2 separate regions of the Zea mays genome follow, and region 1 is linked to region 2. The links are chromatin contacts, called in public Hi-C maps. All regions are on one chromosome and are shown on one strand. Each heading gives the region's core, a stretch centred on a gene start, on an enhancer-like site or on the middle of the called end of the contact. The rest is flanking DNA. Distances are from core to core; before and after follow the strand shown.

Evidence for each region. Hi-C and Micro-C count contacts between places; a contact is called where the count stands out from the background.
Region 1: a Hi-C map of ear shows a contact between it and region 2, with 2.7 times the contacts expected there. The contact joins the promoter of LOC100284706 here to the promoter of LOC100381809 in region 2. A contact is called at or near these places in 3 of 25 Hi-C or Micro-C datasets (ear, endosperm and tassel).

The regions. Positions count from the first base shown.
Region 1 is chr1:143,802,094-143,805,463 of Zm-B73-REFERENCE-NAM-5.0, reverse strand. LOC100284706 (AT hook-containing MAR binding 1-like protein) reads left to right here and starts at 2,111. Exons shown (of 1, transcript NM_001157601.2): 1 at 2,111-3,111. The coding sequence starts at 2,181. The coding sequence ends at 2,774.
Region 2 is chr1:143,588,014-143,591,555 of Zm-B73-REFERENCE-NAM-5.0, reverse strand. LOC100381809 (Pyridoxine/pyridoxamine 5'-phosphate oxidase 1 chloroplastic) reads left to right here and starts at 1,275. Exons shown (of 13, transcript NM_001327881.1): 1 at 1,275-1,716; 2 at 1,798-1,836; 3 at 2,616-2,783; 4 at 2,868-2,973. The coding sequence starts at 1,348.

The DNA of each region.
Region 1 (3,370 bases), core at 862-3,361, 210 kb before region 2:
TTGGTCCATTTTTCTCCAATTTTTGTATAGCACCAATGCTTAGTCTCTTAATCAAACTTGTACCCCTAACATAGCTCTACAAGTTTGATGTATTAACCTAGGGCACAACCTTTATGGATTAAGAAATACAAGGCTCCAAACTTGGCCTAATTACACTGATTTTTCAAAGATAACCATATGGGTGTTCTTAGGGCTTTTTGCAATTAAGTCCAAATTGTTCCACACTACTTGAGAATCCTCCAATGTAAAAGTTGTTTGGTTTTTGATGTTCTACCACTTTGATATATACACTTTGGTCCAAAAGTGCCTAGAATTTAAAATCACCATATAGGCACAAATTAGGGTTTCTAGGGTTCCATTTAGGGTTTTGGGTGCTTTAGGGTTTTTGTGCCACTCAAATCCATCAAACTTAATCTCTTGCGAACATTTCCAATAACCTTTGAGGTAATACTCATTTTGGCCTCACATTCACCCTTATACCCCAAACCCAGGGTTAAGTACCCTACTCTAGGGTTAAGTAGCACTTCAAGACATCACATCACATTTGTTTTGAAGTTTTAGCCTAGTGGATGCATTCTAGGTGTAACAAACATAATGACATGTCAATGCATATGATGCCATGCTCAAGTTACCAGGGGTGTTGCATACATCGTTTATGGTTTAGGGCCATCACTCTAAGTAGTTGAGTTAAGGATTATTTTAACAAGGACCTCCATTTTTTTAAGCTCAACATTAAACCCTATTTTTCTTTTATATGTTTTATAGGAAACATGCTAAGATTAATCACGGTGAAATAAAAAGAAGTTAAACCATAAACGAGCCCATAGACATGAAATAAAAAATACATATATCAGCGCCGATGGGCATGGCTATCCCGCATGGTAAAGTAAGGGGGCCTACCGTGCATGTTTCGTTAGGCTCCCATCCTGCAACCGCCCTCTCCAACCCATTTGTGTGGTTCAACTACTCGAGAGCCTTTTCCAGAGCTCTCTGCGCACACGATCCAGTGCGTGCACTGGTGCGCCAGTTGACAACCCACTTCTTGAATCTTCTATCTTCTTATCTTGGGCTTGTATGGTCTTATGTCTTGGACTTACACTGAATATTTGTAGTTCTTCTTAGAGTGTTTTCAAGTCTTCTTCTGAGGTGTTGCATTCTTAGAGCCTAAGTCCAATTCACTTCGCATCCTGTGAGCTACAAAACACAAACACTTCGATAACATTAGTTCACTGGTTATGTTGTTCATCAAACACCAAAATCAATTAGTTAAATGGACCGGGGTCCATTTTCCTTATAGGCGTGTTTGACATAGCTCTGCTCCACTTCAGAGCAGCTCTACTCTGAAACTCTGGGTGGAGCAGCTCTGCTCAGGAGTCTAGATTATTTTCTCATAACAGTGGCAGTGGCAGGTAAATACCTTCAAACTCCATGTCTTGATAGTTTTTAAGGATTTTAGAGCAGCAAAAGTGGTACTCAAAAAATTGTACTACAACTCCCAAAACTTCTTAGAGTTTGTAACTCTGTAGTTGATGTGTTTGGCCAGCTCTGCCCAACTCTTCCTTAAAGTTTTACTCTAGAGCCATGTCAAACACCCTCTAAATTGAGGCAGTTTTAAGTAATTTCATCTGATATTGATCTATTTTAAGTCATTTCATATTATTTAAGTCATTATATATTATTTTAAGTCAGTATATACTAAGTCATTCCATCTTATTTTTAGCTATTTTATCTTATTCAATCCTTTAATTAGTTTTCAATTGATTTTAAATCGTTTCATATATATATTTTAGATATTTCATCTACTAAGCCTGGTTAAAACAACTGAAATAAGAATGCAACATCTTAAATAAAAACCAATTTGAAAACTCAAATTCTCTTAACAATTAGAGGAGATTGAGAGTTAAGCCATCTAGGCCAGACACAGGGCTAGCATGCGCATGGTGGCGAACTGGCGATCGCTGTGCTCTGTGACTGTCTCTGGCCAGGCCAAACCTGCGGACCATGGGCCGTTCCATAGGCCTCAGGCCATATCCCCATGACCCCATCCATACTGCCGCCGCACTAAAATTGGTACAGTAGCATCCTTCCGGCGGGCGCTTCCTTTCGTTTCGTCTCTCGATTTTGGGGGTTTTGGCAACACCCCCCGAAACGGCAGCAAACCCGCACGCACCCTGTGGAGAATGGAGATGGCCCACCCCGGCGCCTCCGCGTCCGCCGGCGTTGCCGACATCACCGGCGAGGTAGCGTTCTGGACCGCGTGCCCGCACTGCTGCTACGTGCACTCATTCCCGCGTCTCTACCTTGGGCGCCGCCTCCGCTGCCCGACATCGGCCTGCCGCCGCGCCTTCGTCGCCGCTGAGCTCCCTGCGCCGCCGCCTATCGTCCCTGGCTCTGACATGTACTTCTGCACCTGGGCATTCTTTCCACTAGGCCCGCCCGTAACCGCCGAGAGTTGGGTGCCCTTCACTACATTCCACCCCTTCAATCCTCCGCCGTCACCCTCCCCCGCCCCAAACCCCGTCGCCACATCCGCCGACACGCCATCCATCGCAGGCCCTACTTCCAGGAGGAAGATGGGCGTATGTTTCAAGGGTAGGGCACGGGCTGAGGCGGAGGAGGAAGAGGTTGCAGCCGCCATCGATCTCGAAGTCGAGGCCGAGGCGGGTGTGCTCGGGGAGCAATGGGACAGCGGCATCGCCATCAACGAGACGGTGGACCTCAGCGAGTTGGGCTTCCGCGTCGACGAGATGGGAGTGCTCCACGATTTGCCCTGACCGATCAAGGGTTGATGAAGGGAAGGTTGTGCCTTTTGATCGCAATCTTGCTCTTGTTAATTCTGCCTACATAGTAACAGCTCAACTGGGTCGATGGTTGGTTGGGAAACTGAGAACTGCGCTATCAAACAGGTGTGCTTTTGTGTATGCTTAGTTTAGTATCAGATGCAAATGTAGAGCTTTTGGTGCTTCAAAGTCGTTGAATTTTGTGATCAAACGTCATGGGGATGGTTATGGAGAATGTGGCTCCTTTTTGTGTGGAATTGGACGTGCACAGTGGGTCCATGTTCATACCTTGCTATGAACTTATGAAAGAGTTTGTTTAATGCTGCCTTAATCTATGTTAAATACTATTTTTATTCTGTGCCTGGTTTCGTTGACGGTATTGTTATCTTGAGTTTGATACCTCTTTTGACTACTGTTGGTTTTGCTGAAAAGGAAATGTGAAGTAATGAAGCTTTGTACTGCTCAAGTGTCTTGTATATGGATTTTTTGTGTGAAGATTCTACGAGGTTGGGCAACAATTTTCTTCAATGGGGAGGGGTTGCTGCTGAGGACTATTTATTTGGCTTCTGTTTAATCAGAACGAAATGCTT
Region 2 (3,542 bases), core at 26-2,525:
GGATGAAAACGGTTTCGAAATTTTTCGGTTTTCCGAAAACCGTTTTCGATTTTTAGCCGACCGAATTCAGAGGTAACGGTATTTTCGAAAACGGTATCGGTTGTCGGAATTTTATATCGGAATCGGTATCGAAACCGGTTTGGCATTTTACCGACTGTTTCCTCCGGTTACCGAATTTAACCGGAATTTACCAAATATATAATTCGGAATTTTCCGAAATTTAAAATTAAAAACAAGATAAGCGGGCAAAGCCCACATTTTCACTCTGGCCCAAGCCGTCGGTCTCGTGCCGGTCTGAACTTTGGTTATTACCTGCGGTAGGGTATCTATTTATATAGAAGAATTTGTGCACCGTGCAGTTTACTAAGCGAGGTGGGACTAAGCTGACGCAACGCTCCCTAGTGCCGCTCTGCTACATTGCGCTAATGGGCTGCAAGGTTCGCTAATGGGCTGCAAGGTGGACGTTGCGTGCGCGGTGCGTTTAGATGGCCGGAGCAACGTGCGTGCGTTTATATATATATATATATTATATGTCTCTATATATATTGTATTTGTTTTTAAAGTCGAGCTGTTTGAGTTGACATTTTTTAACATAATTAGAGCACAAAAAGGTTGAACTTTTGATCTTTGTAAATTGTGAACTTTTGGTCTTTGTTGTATTGTGAGCTTGTTATGTTATATGTTTACCGATCGTATTTTAGATTTCGATCGTTACCGGTGTATTTTCCGTACCGAACTTTCGTTTCCGAAGTTTCCGAAATACCGATATCGTTTCCGTTTTCGGAGTTACCGTTTTCGATTTCATTTCCGATAAAAAATATGAAAATGATAATGGTTTTAGTGTTTACCGACCGTTTCCGACCGTTTTCATCCCTACTCATGACTAAGACCAACTCCAGCAACGCTCCCCATCCCACTCCGCATCCGCATTTTGCACGGTTTGAGGCACTATTGCGCTCTCCAGCAGGCTCCGCATCCCTCTCCGCAAAATAGACGCCGTGTCCCTGCACTCCCCATTTCCACGCTTTCTCTCTCCTCTCCGCAGCTCTCTGCGTGCGCGCGCGCCTGCTGGCGGGCCCCAGGTGTCATAGACTGCATGCGGAGTGGGATGGGGAGTGTTGCTGGAAACGGAGACGGATACGGAGAGGAGAGAGAATCTGTTGGCCGCGCGTTTTAGGGATACGGAGAGGGAGTCTGCTGGAGTTGGTCTAAGAGCGTGATCCATTGCCATCCTAGCTGTTGCACTGTGCCTGTGCCTGTGCCTGTGCCTGTGCCTAGTGGCATCTGGCATGTGAACCAGTTGAGCCAGTCCGCCGAGGCAGCGCCGCAGCGGTCCCGGACCAGAGGATGCTGGCCGCCGTCGCGTCCAGAACCCGCAACAAATCGGCCACCACCGTCCTCTCCCTTGCTATGCCATTCCTCCTCTCCGCCGCCAGCGCCAGCACCACCACCAACCCTCATCCTCTCTCCCCGTTCCCTCGCAGCCAGAACAATAGCCGCGTCCACCGCCTGCAACTTCCGGCACGCCGCCTCCCCAGCTTCCCCGCGGTTGCTCCGGGCGCTTCCTTTGCTCCCCTCCCGCAGAGGCTAGGCATGGCGTCGCTGGCGGCGTCAGCGGCCGCCGCGGCGGAGGTGACGCACCTCACGCAGCGCGACGCGGCGGAGATCGACGAGCAGCTCATGGGCCCGCTCGGGTTCAGCGTCGACCAGCTCATGGTCAGGGGATTCCCACCTCCCAGTTGCTGTTTTCCGGGTTTTTTTTGCTGGTGGCTGATCATCAAATTGTTGTGCTTTTAGGAACTTGCTGGATTGAGCGTTGCGGCAGCCCTTGCGGAGGTAAGGCCATCGGGCACTGCGTGCTGCTCTCCAACTGAATTTGCAATGTTTTATTAGTTTCTTCTGTTTAATGTGCCTCAACCTCAGCAAATCAGGAGATTTGGCAAACGGACCAAAAATATCCATGTCCATTTACCATTTTTAATGTTAGTGATCCTGGTTCCTCGATTATGAGGTTTAGTTTGGAAATCAGGCTTCTGTAGGTTTTGCAAATTGTATCGTATACATGCTGTCACTTGTTTGGTACTCTCCTGCCTGACTTGATCAAGTAGAAGGTAGTTATTTTAGGGGCAGGCTCGTATCAAGGATCCTAAATCTATTCTATGATTGAAATTGAATATAGTAGCTGTTTTTTTTGCGAATGTATTAGTGATGTTGCATAGTTGATGTGTGCTACTCTGCAAGTCATAAAATTTCACAATTAAATTTTACACAAAATTATCAGGATTTGAGTTTAGATATAGATTTGTTTTGCTCTTGTTGAGTGAAATTGGAACTAGCATTTCTTGTTAAGTGATTCGAGATACCTTCTGATGATACCTAAAAGTGCATAAAAGAACTACTTACTGTGTCTGCTTAGATGCGATTTAAGAACTTCCACTAAGTAGTATGAATGGAGGGAAAACCATACAATGTGCTGTATATGTTCTGTAGGACCTCATATTCTGTGCTTACATATATTAGTTTTAGTTTCCCTTCTTAAATCTATCTTTCTTTAAAAATATAAGTTTTGTGCCTGCTCACTTGCTGTTTTCTGCAAATGTTCATAATCAACACAGGTTTACAAGTTGAATGAACATGCAAGGGTACTTGTTATCTGTGGCCCAGGAAATAATGGTGGTGATGGTCTGGTAGCTGCTCGTCATCTTTATCACTTTGGATATAGGCCATCTATTTGCTACCCAAAACGCACACCCAAACCTCTATATTCTGGTCTCGTTACTCAGGTAAACCATCATGCCTCCCTCACTTCTTGGTATGCTGTATGGTTCTCTTTTTCCAATATAACATGAACCCTTCGTGTTTTTTAGCTTGAATCACTGTCGATCCCATTCATACCTGTCGAAGACCTACCTAACGAATTACCACGGGAGTTTGATGTTATTGTTGATGCAATGTTTGGTTTCTCATTTCATGGTATATCTGCTTTTTGTATCCTTCCTTGCTGTTCTAATTGTGTTTCTGATTTAATGTCAAGCTTGAGCCACCGAATAATCTTTTCTCTGTTTGCTACATGTACGTCACTCCCACTAAGGAGTATCTACAATTTAAATATATTCATATGTTTGAAATATAATATATTTTGTACTTTTTATAGGAAATCTAAATAAAAATAATTTATTGCATTCTAAGTGCCATTTAATTTCATCTAGGGGTTGTTTGGATCCCTTCATTTTGGAGGAATTGGAATCTACTTAAAAGAGTAGCCTATTTAGTTTGGAATTTGATATTCCACCACTTTCCAAAGTTTAGATATATGTCCATCTCCAATTCATAGGGTGGAGGATGGAAATTGATTTTATGTATCACCAGACTATGTTTTCTACTCTGTAACTTATAACACGCTCTTTGGCTCGCTCTCTAGTAGTAGAAATGTATCACATAAATATCTCTCCCATATTGCCAACAATAGTATTACAAATATTATCCGTATAAAATGTATTAGCTTAATTGATTTGTGTCTAAATTACTATTAGGTCCCGTTT